Linked DNA regions of Sus scrofa: region 1 is linked to region 2. Evidence: chromatin contacts called from public promoter capture Hi-C data. All regions are on one chromosome and are shown on one strand. The core of a region is the stretch at or near the end of the contact, and the rest is flanking DNA. Distances in the headings are between cores, read along the strand shown. Region 1 holds the start of SGO2 (shugoshin 2). Region 2 holds the start of LOC100522040 (formiminotransferase N-terminal subdomain-containing protein-like).

Region 1 (6,571 bases), core at 3,288-5,787, 560 kb before region 2:
TTCTCTGCTTCTCGAGGACCTAACTTCCTCTGTAGCCTGTAGCTCTCTCAAGTCGAGACTGCTTTTCCTTCTACTCCCCACATATGTCAGGGCCGGGGTCAGTGTCTTCTTTTCTCCCATCACTGCTAACAAACAATTTTTCCTCCTTCCTTTTTCTAAGCCGTAGCTGATCTGAACTGTAGCCATCTGGACACAGTATCTCTCCCTGTCTCCTCAGCATAGTCTGCTAAGGTTCTTCTAATCATCCATTACTGATGACATTAGCTTCTGTTTCATCATCTTTCTCTCTACACCTGCTCCATTCTTGGTGAGTTACTATTTATGGAGAAACGCATCTAATAATACCTCCATCCCTTGTCTTCTACCCCATCTCAGCCTGGAACCTTGGCATTATGGTCATTGAATGACCTCCAAAATCTTGAATTCGAGTGTGATATTCTTTGACTACTGCCTCCAATTCTTCCAGCTCACTTATTCTAGTCCTCCTATTCAATAATTCCTCAACTTCTTTGAGATTCCCCAACCCATTAACTTCACTACTTTTTCACTATCCATCTCCACCTTTATATAGTTATTTCCCTCCTTACCCAGCTTAGAGTCCATGGGTCACCCTGGGACTCAACCATTTATAAACATCCTCATCTCTCACTCTTCTCTCCTTGTATTATATTACTTAACTAAATCTCAATGCCAGGTGAGCCCAAAGATCGACTTCCTTAGCAGCACCTACACTATGGCTGTGGGGTGGTGCTGGGTGAAAGTTACATAACAGAGATGATTATGTATAATGCCATGCACGTACAATGCCATCCATGTATAATTATAATCTTCAAACAGGCTCTCATTCCTTCTGGGCTATCCCGTCATGTTTCTATAGAATGTTTACCCTTTCAATTTCTTTTTTTTTTTTGAACTTTTTTTTTTTGGTCTTTTTGCCTTTTTTAGGGCCACTCTTGTTTTAAACAGAGCGAACTGTATAGAAAGAAAAAGTTAGTATGTTTGCTAAAGTTGGAAAAAGACGAATATTGCTGCCTTTTGAGAAGATTTCTTTTTTCTTTCTTTCTTTTTTTTTTTTTTTTTTGCCTTTTCCAGGGCTGCTCCCGCGGCATATGGAAGTTCCCAGGCTAGGGGTCTAATCAGAGCTGTAACCACCGGCCTACGCCAGAGCCACAGCAATGCAGGATCCGAGCTGCATCTGCAGGACCTACACTACAGCTCACGGCAACGCTGGATCGGTTAACCCACTGAACGAGGCCAGGAATCGAACCTGCAACCTCATGGTTCCTAGTCAGATTCGTTAACCACTGCGCCACAACGGGAACTCCCTCAATTTCTTAAGAAAAGTAATTCATACGTTATTCTCCCTCAAATGTCTTCCATTCTTCATCTCCTCTATTCTTAGCCACTGACCTTGCTGTAGACTTAATTGAGAAAGTCACTTAATCAGAATATCCTCATTTTTCCACCATGAAATCTACTACTTTACCTGAACTTAAATCTACCTTCTCTGTTTTACCTCCTATCCCTGCTCTTGTCAAAGAGAAATTCCTTGTGTTCTGACATCACTACCCTTTTGCCTTCTCAAGCACTTCATTCCTTCAGTTGTCCCCCTCTCCTGCATCAACCGTCTCTACCTACTATCACGTCATCTCCAGCAGCATAATCTACTCTAGCGATTCCCATCCTAAAACTCTTTCCCTTGACTTGATCTCCCACCTCAATGACAGCCCCATTTCTCTCCTCTTTGTAATAAGTCTTCTCTGCAGAGTTATAACCAGTCTGCCATCTCACTTTCACTCTTTAACCCACTTTTCTCTGGGCTTGTGTCCTCATCACAGCATTGAAACTGCTCTTGGCAAGGTCACCAAGAACTCCCATATTATCAAGTCTATTGGGCTCTTGATCTCTTGGCAGCATTTGACATACATGACACTTTACTTTCTTGTAGCTTCAACTTTCACTTTACTTTCTTCCTGTAGCTTCATACTCTGTTCCTCTCTGGCTCTTCCTTCTAAGTCTGAAATCTAAGTACTGGAGTCAGTGTTCCATTCTATTTCTTCTTATTTACCTTTCCTTTCATGGATGATTTCACCCAGTCCCACGGCTTTAAATGCTGATGATTTCCAAATTCACACCTTGAGCACAGGGTTTCACTCTTGCTCCAGATTAATTTAATTGCTATATGATTTCTTTACCTGGATGTCTGTTGAGTCTCTCAATCCTAATAGTCTAAAATACAGCTTCTGAGCTCTCTCATCGTTCACCATTTCAGTAAATGGCACCATCACTCAGCTGTTAAGCCAACAATTTAGAGGTAATCCTGCATTTTCCCTTTCCCTCATTTCCCATATGTAGCCATCATGAAAATATACCCCTCAGATGTCTGATTACAGGGAACATTACTGATGGATAGACCCCACATGCTGTGCTCTGAAATCTACCACCACGTTGGAGGCCACATTTCCTACTGACCGCTCCCAGCCTGCGACTGAGTATGGTAAGGATACTAAAGCAGGCCCATTTCTGGGAGCCATAAGACTCCTTTGATGGGGGAAACTGGCTGGAAAAACTCATTGGCTTTCCTGAAACTTTCTTGAACTGCATCATATCTACAACGTTTCCTACCCTACATTTCCTATCCTCCATGGGAAGCCAAATCTGCATCTAGTCTAAAGGCTCTCCCAGTCTCCTTCAGATCCCTCCCTAGTTTTCCCTTTCTCCATAAATGTTTTGCTGTCCACTTCTCAAAGAAGATGATCTAACGCATTATAGTTGATCATCAGCAAATTTAATGTCATTGCTATTTCTCAAATACATTTCTTGTGTTCATCCACTTCTCTCCTCTCCTGCCATCACCACGTGATGAGAAGCTACACCATTTGTCCCTGGTTTCCTGAAGCAGCCACCTACCTCCAATTTATGCCTCTTCAATTCATTCTCATTGCAGTAGCCAGAGTGATTTTTTTAAAAATAGGAAATCAATCATGCCATTTCCCTGCTTAAAACCTTCCAATGGCTTCCCATGATGCAGAGAGTAAAATTTAAACTCCTACCTCTGCCACAAGATGCTTTAAAAGTTGGCTCCTGCCTCTTCTTTCAACTTCATGACATATCACCTTCCCCCTTGTCCCCATGCTCACCGAGCTCCAGCCACACGTGTCCTTTCTCTTCCTAAAAACTGTGAAGTCCTTTCCTGCCTCAGGGCCTTTCCACTTTCTCTCCCTTCTTCCTAAAATACTCTTCCCCAACCCTTCAGAAGGTTGGCTCGTTCTCATCCTTAGTGCTCGACTTAAATGTCCTCCCATCAGTAAGTCCTTCTCTACCCAAGCCAGCATCTCCACTCAACATTCTCCTGTTTCCTCCCAAGTGGCTACCACTATCTGTAACTATTTTTCCGAGTGTCTGTTTCTCACACTTGAATAGTAGGCAAGATATGGCCCATGCGTGGCCAATCGTTTTTCTATGGCCCACACTCTAAGAAATAGTTTTCATGTATTTAAGTGTTTGAAAAAAATTTTTTAAGAATATTTCATCACACTTGAAAATTATGTGAAATTCAAATATCAGTATCCATAAATAAAGTTAGAACACAGTCACTCTCATTCATCTATGTATTATCTATGCTTTAACACTACAACAGCAGACTTGAATAGTGCTCTATGGCCCACAAAGCCTAAAATATTTACAGACAAAGTCTTCTTACTGCTGCGCTAAAATGGAAGTTCTATTCTAGTGGCTCAGGGATGTTGATTATTAGTTCAATTCTTCTCTCTCAGTGCCTGGTCTGTAGCCAGTGCTCAATAATTATGAGTTGAACAAACCTCCCCCCTCTCCCAGTACCGTCAATATCTGAGGGGGTAGGTAGGTGGGCTTACCTCTCTTTGGCTTATTTCCTTCTAAGACCCAGTCAGAAAAATTAGAAACCAATTATCATTGAGTCTGGGAAAGTACATTGAGAATAGGGCTGTGTTTTATTCATTTTGAAACACCTAGCAAAGTCTCTTGCACAAGGGACGGTGCAGCTGAAAACTGACAGAACTCTTGGGTATATTGTTAAGAGGACATCAGTGCATACAAAGGACTTAGCAGACTCTCAGCTGTACAGAAGCACTCAATACACGTTTGCTCCTGCCTCGATTTTTCCTTGCTGTGACGGGAATAAAAACATAGAGCTGTCGCACAGATTAAACAAGAATGTTCTGCGTGAAACAGTGCTGTAAACCACAAACACTATCCAAATGCACAATCATCTAAGTGCAATATATTAATTACTCTTGGCACTGAGCAGCTCAGTTTGGAGGGAAGGGCCCTCACCTAGAGGTGAGAACTTATCCAAATTCTTACCATTTATTCTGACCCTGGACGGTTGCAATTTTGGTGCTGTATTTTCTTCATGTGTAAAAGCAGCCTCTGGACAGACAAGCCCGTTCCTCAGGGCCCCAGCCTGCGTCTCTCTGAGTGACCTTTCCTTCCCGGGCAAACAGAGACAACCCGGAGCGACTTCACTCCTTTGGAACCAGCAGGCGGCGGCAGAAGGGGCGGGGCCCGCCCGCGGGCGGGGCACCTGAGGGGAGGGTCCCAGCGTGTCCGGGGCGGGGCTAACCTTTTCCGGCCGTCGCCTTCAGGCGGGTTTGGGGCGCACGGGGGCGCCGCTGAGACCGCTCTGCTACCTGAGCTGCCGAGCCCCGGGGAAGGCGCTCACTTCCGCGTCAGGCCCCGCGGCGTCAGACGGCCGCGCCGAGGGCCGGGCGGGCCGCAGGTCAGTGGGGAAGGCCGCCTACCCCGCCCCTCCCGTTCGGAGGAGCGGGGCTCCGGGTGGGCCGTGGATCCGGGAGGCGGAGGGGCGCCCTGAGGAAAGGCCCCGGCCGGGCTGATAATCCGAGCCCTCCGGGCTGCAGGCTCTGGCTTCGGGCCGATTTGGGATCCCCGGACTGAGGGAAGACCCCGGCCGGACTTTGTGGTGTCCCAGCTTTTCCCCTTTCGTCCCGCTTCGCGGGAGGAGGGCGAGTCTCTTGAACAGCGTTTTTCAAAGTGGGGTCCGTGGACAGACTCCCGACCCTTCCTTAGACTTTCTGAACTGGAGTCTATGTCGTGGTCCGAGAATGAAGGGTCCTTGATGGTTTTGATCCAAATGGTCACTCTGGGAACACTTCCTCAGAGGCAAGGGTACTTCCGACACAGCAGGGAGTCCTTGAAGTGGCGATGGTCCTCTGCCTTAGGGTTGTCCCTGGAATCCTTGCGCTCCGGGTGCTGCTGTGTTCCTACTGCCACCAATGGGAGTCTCCTGATGGACATATGCTTAGTGAATGAAGTGCCCCAGTCCAGAGCCTTAGTAGTGAAACTGTGCTGAAGGAGGCAGTGTGAGGTGTGAGCTGCTTTGAACTTGGAGTTGGTCTTGCTGACCCGGATTGGGACTGACTCCACCACTTACTAGCAGGGCAGCCCTGGTATAGACCCTGCACACATCACTCTTTCTTTCTCCTACCTGTCAGTAGGGACAGTAATTCCTACCCAATAGGGCTTTTGCGTGAATTAGGTAATGTCTGTTAGTATCTCCTTCAGCGCCTGGCACATCGCAGTCAGTAAATGGGACTTGTTAAGGGTGATACAGGCCCTGCCTCCCTGCAGGTTACAGTCCCCCAAACTAGGGATTAGTTAAGTATGTGGACAGGGGTACAAAGTGTATCTGAAGAACTTTGCAGTGGTTTTACCTGGGGGTGCTTAGGAAGGTCATAGAAGCAGTGTCATTTGCCTACAGCTTTGAAGAATAGATAGGATTCCAGGGAGCTGATGACAGGAGCAGCATGAACCAGTTCCATCCCAGGCCTCAGAGGTGCTTCTTTCACATGGATCAGGCTGCTCCTTGGCCTTGTAGGCAGTGTGGGAAATCACATAGATAAATGGGTTTTGAAGAGTGGACTGTTGACGCATAATAGTTTGTGTTTACTGACCATGTTTCACACACATAGTATTCCCCAGACCCTAATGGTATCCTTCTCTTATTTCATTGGAAATTGGCTAAACTGGAGCATCTACGAAAGGATAGTAGTAGATGGTGTGGTGAAAGTGAATAGCCATGGATGTAGTTGAGCCTCTTGGCTGCCATTTTACACTTGCCATGAGGTGTGCAGATACATTGCGTGTACTTTTTTCATCACAGTAGTATCTTAGATTCCATAGAAATGGCACAGTCAGCTGTGGTTCATCTATCTCCAGAATGGATTAAGAAACCAAATCCTTAAAATTTCCCTAAAGCTTCCGTCGTTTCAGAGGGAAGAGGCCAGATTTGGAGATGTCATTTGTTTTTTTTTCTGGACCAGTCGGGCTTTTGGTATACATGGAATTATGACCTTAGTCACCTAATTGAGGAGTTACATTTGCTCTTATTAGTAACTTCTGCTCTTATGTTTAATCTCCAGAGGCAACATAAACTCCCTCAGTATATTCTTCTGATAAAATTTTTTATCACTATCGATAATATTTATCCTTTATTGAATACCTACCCTGAGCCAGATACTGGCTTTTATTATATAGTTTTAATAATAATATTCTTTTATTATATAGTTATTCT
Region 2 (6,858 bases), core at 893-3,392:
GTAAGAGTAGTCAGGAAAAGTCCAAGAACTGAGCGCTACAGTACTCCCCAGTAATTACAAAGGTCATCAGAAAGATAAGGCAGTGTAACTCATTGGGTATTCACACATTTATTTAATCCTCAAATATCTTCTATACGTCATTATTCCCATTTTGTAGTTGAGCTGGCTGCAATACAGAGAGATTGAACAATTGGCCAGATATTTCATAGCTAAAAAGTGCAGAATCAGGGTTTAAACCTAGGCAATCTGGCCTCAGAGCCTTTTATGCATTATTCTCTATTTCTTCTGAAAAGACCTGGGTTTTTACAGCACTTCATACTCTGCACAAATCAACAGTATATTGCTGTCCAAAAGGCTAATGGAATCTCGGGCTACATAAAAGAAATGGACGCTGTCAAAACATAAGGAGGTATTAGTCTAACTATATTTAGCTTTTTTAAGACTTCATCTGAAGTCTTGTGCTATATTCTGATTGGCACATTTTAAAAACATTTAGTAAGTGTTCAATGAAGGTTAGTTATCATTACTATCATCATCATTATTATTATAGATGCACACAGTAGCTGGTCCACAAAACTCTGGAAGTCACTGTCAGTAGTGCCATGTTGCTTTCCCCAAACTGAGCAAAAAGGCCTCAACCGAGTAAATTGTCTTCTCCTAAATCTAAGCACTAATTTTTTCATGATGAGCAGTCATCTAGACCAGTTAATTATTTGGAGGGCAAGAGAAGAAACTATATATACCTTCGTCATCACTTGACTCAGGGCACAAAGTTGGCAGGCACATTGTTTTAAAGCATTAATTTCAAAAGCAATAAACTGTTTAATAAACTAATTGTTTCACAGTTCAACAAACACATTTAGCCATATTCTAGCTTTACCTGATAACACTAGCACTACCCAAGAGAACTTTCTGCAGTTGATGGAAATAGTCCATAGAAATGCTCTGTATTTGCACTGTCCATTACAGCACTTAGAAACCTTTGGTGCTACTGAGCACCTGAAGTTAGTGCGACTAAGAAACTGGATTTTTAATTCTATTTAATTTTAATTAATTTAAAGTCATATATAACTAATGGCTACTGTACTAATGACAACAGCAGTTTTAGATTAAGATCCAGCTTTCCAAGACAACATATCCTGCAGCCACAAAATTAATAATAAAGATAATATCACACACTAGGACTTCCCGTGGTGGTTTAGCGGAAACAAATCCGACTAGTATCCATGAGGACATGGGTTCCATCCCTGCCCTCGTTCAGTGGCTTAAGTAAGGATCCAGCGTTGCTATGGCTGTGGTGTAAGGCCAGCAGCTACAGCTCAGATTTGAACTTACATATGCCGTGGGTGTGGCCCTAAACACACACACATACACACACACACACACACTCATTCACAAAAACAAAAGTACAGAATTTAAGTGAGCATCAAAGTATTGACATGCTTAGCAATTACTGTCCCTTTCTTAGGGTTACTGAGAATGTCACACCTAGTAAAGCCTTTTTTGTTTACTTGTTTGCTTTTTTAATAACTGCCAGCGTTTTTTGAACACTACATACTAATTTAAAAGCCATCTCTCCGTCTCCTGCCCAACACCCACACACACACACACCCCTCTGAGAAACCAAGTTGTAGAATAAATATACATTATCTGTCTCATTTCTATGTCTTAAATTCCACTTCCTGGACTGCCAGCTCGCTCTTTCCAGGTTGTAGCCCTCCAAACACAGCCTTCCTCTGGGGCTCTATGAGGAGGGGATTAGGGGCGTGGAAGGGGCGATTTGGGATTTCGTGGAGCCACCCGGGTTAGCACACGTGTGGGTGTGTTCAGGCGAGGCACGGAATCAGGCAGCAGCTATGACGGAAGAATCTAGAGAATTCTCATAGCCACAAGGGAAAGGAACAGGTGCCCAGGAAGGCCGCAGGTTACCTGCACATCCCCGGGGAAATAGAGAACGTGATGCTGGGGCGGCGTTTGCGGCTCCACCTTCGTCGGGTCCCCAGGGAGGTTCCGCGGTTCCTGTCCCTCCCCCGCGGCCACCGCCCCCGCCGCCAGCAGGAGCAACTCGTTGCAGCGCTGCGGATCTGCACCCGGCACCGTGGACAGCCGCAGGCACTGCGGTCGGAGCCCCTCGGCCGAGGAGCAGAGCGCGCCGCCGCTGCTGCTGCTGCCGCCAAGGTTCATGGTTCTGGCCTGAGAGCAGGTCGCGGCGATTCCGATTCCGAGTTGCGGCAGAAGAAGCAGCAGCGGCGGCGACCGCAGGAGCCTGAACCCCCACATGGGTCGCCGCCGCCAGAGCGGTTCGTGTGGTGGGGAAAGTCTCGAGGGAGGAACTTCGGCCCGGCGGCACCCAACGGTCAGCAGGAACGGCCCGGGCGGGACCTGCAGTGGGGGCAAAGTGGCGTCAGAGGCCGACGTCCGCGCGCAGCGTGCGTCACGGAAGGAGGGGTGTGCGCGAAATTCGACTCGGGTTCCCGGGAGGAGGCGACGAGGGGGCGTGGCCCGGGAAGGACGTTTATGATTGGTGGGTTCTGCACCAGCGGGAAGTTCGAACGGAAGTCTCGGAAGGAACCTGAGGAAACGCAAAGGAAGAGGGAGTGAGCCGAGGACTCCCAGCGGGAAGGGCAGCCGTTGTGACATTCCTATAGCAGAGGCTGCCGAAGGTCGCTGTCCAGTAGTGGGGTAGAGAGTTTTGAGTATACCATGCCCCTCTTTCTGTAGACTCAACTTTCAGGTGAGGTTTTTCTAGTCCTTCGGGCCTTAAAAGAGACACAGCCCCAGAGATAATAGAGTAACTCTGTCCTGTGGGACAGAACTTCTGTGGGAGGTCTTTTACGTGTTCTGCATGAAGAAAATCTCCCTCTTCTCACACCCTCGCGTTTCCCTGCGGACACACAAAGATTTCTAGGTTCCTGAGACTTGATTTAGTTATGAAGTCTAATGCGTCTCTGGTAGCAGGGAGCAGGACACAAGGAGTGGGATGGGGGAAATGGGAACAAGCTTTAGTTGTTACACATTTGATGTCATTTTGATGTCGTTGGTGTTTACAGCCAACGGGACTTGCTATTTTAGGGTTTTCAAAAACCAGCTTGAACACTAGGAAAGTCATAGGTGTCCAACAATTATCTGTACCCAGTTGAGTATGAATAAGATTTAACTAAAAGTATGCAAAAGACGAGGAAGGGGGGAGCCCAGTGTTCTAAAGTCCTTGTGAGGCAGGGCACTGTAAGGTAATGTGTGGGAGAAATAATAGTGAGAATTTAAAATATTACAGCCAACATTTATTGAGGCATATTGTAGGCCAGAAGTTGAACTAGGCACTTCATATATTAACTCTTCTGGGTCTATATATGTGTGTACTTAAGTACACACGCTCTTTTCTTTACTCCACATATCAAATATCAATAAGTAGCCTTGAAGTATGAATACAAATGAGTAAATGATAAAATGTAGTTTTCTTACATATACTTATATATACTTAGTGACTTCAGAGAGGTATAATATGATAGCCTACTCTGGTCTAATTATTGAGTTTCATCTGACATCATAATAGTAACCAATCAAATTTAATTTTACCAAGTATATCTGCTGCTTCCTAAAAGTAACTGGTTAAAAAGAAGCAGAGGCTAATTATATAATAATGAATATATAACCATATTTCAGCAATCAACCTTCATTTTATTTTGTGAATCACATGCATGTTGTTACCATCTCTTGTTAGGTAGAGGATTACTAAAATGTAATCCATAAACCAAACGTTTTCATGGGGTTTGATTTTTGTGGTCTTGTTTTTAGGTTGACCTTTTAATTGAATCTGTCATTATTGAAGGGGGTGGGAAATTCTTGTGTTTTAGAAAGAAAATTAGGAATTCCCATCGTGGCGCAGTGGTTAACGAATCTGAGTAGGAACCATGAGGTTTCAGGTTCGATCCCTGGCCTTGTTCAGTGGGTTAATGATCCGGTGTTGCGGTGAGCTGTGGTGTGGGTCACAGACGCGGCTCAGATCCCGCGTTGCTGTGGCTGTGGCGTAGGCCGGGTGGCTCAGCTCCGATTAGACCCCTTGCCTGGGAACGTCCATGTGCCACGAAAGCGGCCCTAGAAAAGGCAAAAAGACAAAAAAAAAAAAAAAAAAGAAAGAAAGAAAATTAAGTATAATAACTATTAAATATACTACAAGGTTATTTCAGTAGCTCTAAGATAATTGAAATCTTTGAGAAATACAAATATATGATATAAAGGGCACAGTAAAGTAACAGACTGAAGTAAGCACAAGGTTTTTTTGTTTGTTTTGTTTTATCCCCACAGACAAGGATTTACATAACCATACAGGAGCAACTTCCGGAGATAGTAATAGCTCTCAATTACTCAGCTGAGGTATGTATGTCATTTATGGTAAGTCATTAACACTGTAATTCCTTCTCATAGGTACCATTGATATTACTGTAATATGGTGTTTTCTCTCCATCCCCTCTTCCTTTTTCCAGGAAGACCAATTTTGTAAGCAGTACTTTTCTAACAACCATGGGCACAGACAGCCCAGCACTGTCTTTCTTTATTCTCTGTAAGAATGGACTTTCCTTCCTTGCTAGAAGTCTTACATATACCAAGTTGCTATAGCCAGGTGTTTGGGTTTAGCCCTCCTTATAACAGATAGAGATCTCCACAAGGATTTTATTTTGTTTGTAATGCAAAAGCGTAGCTCATCTTTGGACTCTTGACAGTTCTCAAGAGATCTTGAGGGCTCTTGGAACTTTTGTTATACCACTCAATATAATATATAGAAAAAGTTAACAAAATTAGACGGAATCTGAGAATGGCTAATTTACCTTGGAAAGGATAGCATTAAAAGATAATTAGTTTATTACCTCTGTAGATATTACAGTAGTTACAGAGATTAACCCTATATCATAAATAGTAAAATTGGCCATCTGTAATACAATGAGGAATGGTAAAAACTAGCAAACTAGAAAGATATGTCATATTTGAAGGAGGCAGTCACTCTTTACCACAATCCAGCTATAGAATGAAGGTAGCATTTTGCCAAACTTTTAGATTTTTCAAGGGAAATCAGATGCTCAGATTTTTATGTGTCATTTCCCAATTTGTAAATGTTGACAACTAATTAAATTTACTTTCAAAACATGTATCAAATTAAATGTATGTATAGGCCAAATTTGGCTTGTGGGCTGCAAAAGTGCAATTTCTCTGCTAAAAGGTAAATGAATGGATACCAGAGACCTTGAGCATGCGTTCCTGTACGAAATTGAATGGGAAAGAAATAATGGGGAAAGATTTTAAGAAATTTTTTCATGGGGTGAGAATTTGATCACACTTGATATTCTTTGAGAAATGCCAATAAATGCTTTAATTCTTTTCACTTTTTCTTAGTTTTAGACAGGTGCGTTTTGAGTCTCTGTACCAAAACTGTACATTGAGTAGAGCAAGCTTCATATGAGTTATACAACTCTAGCATATAATTTTGACCCCAAAGGGAGTTCCTGTCATGGCACAGTGGAAACAAAGCTGACTAGTAAGCATGAGTTTGCAGGTTCCATCCCTGGCCTCGCTCAGTGGGTTAAGGATCTGGTATTGCCATGAGCTGTGATGTAGGTCGCAGATGTGGCTTGGATCTGGCATTGCTGTAGCTATGGTATAGGCCAACAAATGTAGCTCCGATTTGACCCCTAGCCTGGGAACTTCCATATGCCATGGGTGCAGCCCTAAAAAGAAAAAAAAAAAAATTATGATACTTTGCCCCCAAAATGCCTAATAAAACAAGTTTAGAGAATAAAGGCAGTTGGGAATTTGAAAGCTTATTTTTTGGCTGGTCTCACTAGTTAAGTGACACCCTTTACACTACCCTTGTAGCATATGATTTAAACATATGCTTTGGCAAAATCCATGCTTTAGCAAAATACAAACTGCTATATGTCAAGACCTTATGGATTATCTTTAATGTTTAGTGAACCCTCAAATGCACTGATTTGACCGACCATACTTGCATACATTGTACTTTACCCACTATGAAAAGGGTAGGAAATATCAATGAAAAACTTAATAAATCCTCAATGAAATACTAAGAAGCCAAATACAGCAAAATACAAAAAGAATTATACATCATGACAAAGTGAGATTTGTCCTAGGAATGCAAGGTTGGTTTCACATCTGAAGTTCAATTAACATTATAATCCATATCAATAGAATAAAAACCAAAAATGACATGATCATATTAATAGCCACAGAGATAGCATTTGACAAAATCCAACACCCTTTCATAATTTCAAAAAAACAATGAACTAGAAATAGATCCTCAGGGTCTTCCACCTAATAAAGGACATCTGTGAAAAACCCGTCATATTTAATGGTGAAAGACTGAATGTTTGCTCACTAAGAACACAAGCAAGGTAAAGATATCTACTCTTACCATTTCCAATCAACATTTCACTAAAGGCTTAAGCTGAGGCAGTTAGGCAAGAAAAAGAAATAAAAGATATCCAGATTGGAAAGGAAGAAGTAACTCCATGCAGAAAATCCTAGGAATCCACTAAAAACTATGAGAAATAATGAGCAATTTCAGCAAGGTTGCAGGATAGAATCTCAATATTCAACAGTTAATTGTATTTTTAAACATTAGCATTGAATAAACTAAAATGAAGTTAAGAAAATGATTCTATTAATGAGGACATATATCCCTAAATATTTGACAGACCTACTTCACCGGATATTTTACTTGACTATATAGCACACTCTCTACTCAATCAGCTTGTGTTCACAGATCGTGAAATCATGTGACATGTATTCTCATGAACCCTTGTATATATATAATTAAATTTGACTTTCTCCTGGTTAAAAAAAAAA

The links. Promoter capture Hi-C pulls out the DNA fragments that hold promoters and counts their contacts.
Region 1: a promoter capture Hi-C map of liver shows a contact between it and region 2, with 5 times the contacts expected there. The contact joins the promoter of SGO2 here to the promoter of LOC100522040 in region 2.

Annotation. Positions count from the first base shown.
Region 1 is chr15:104,097,344-104,103,914 of Sscrofa11.1, reverse strand. It overlaps SGO2 (shugoshin 2), which reads right to left and starts at 4,537. Exons shown (of 10, transcript XM_005672058.3): 1 at 4,345-4,537. KCTD18 (BTB/POZ domain-containing protein KCTD18) reads left to right here and starts at 4,615. Exons shown (of 7, transcript XM_003133574.5): 1 at 4,615-4,759.
Region 2 is chr15:103,538,441-103,545,298 of Sscrofa11.1, reverse strand. It overlaps LOC100522040 (formiminotransferase N-terminal subdomain-containing protein-like), which reads left to right and starts at 2,142. Exons shown (of 7, transcript XM_021075940.1): 1 at 2,142-2,356; 2 at 4,306-4,374. The coding sequence starts at 2,279.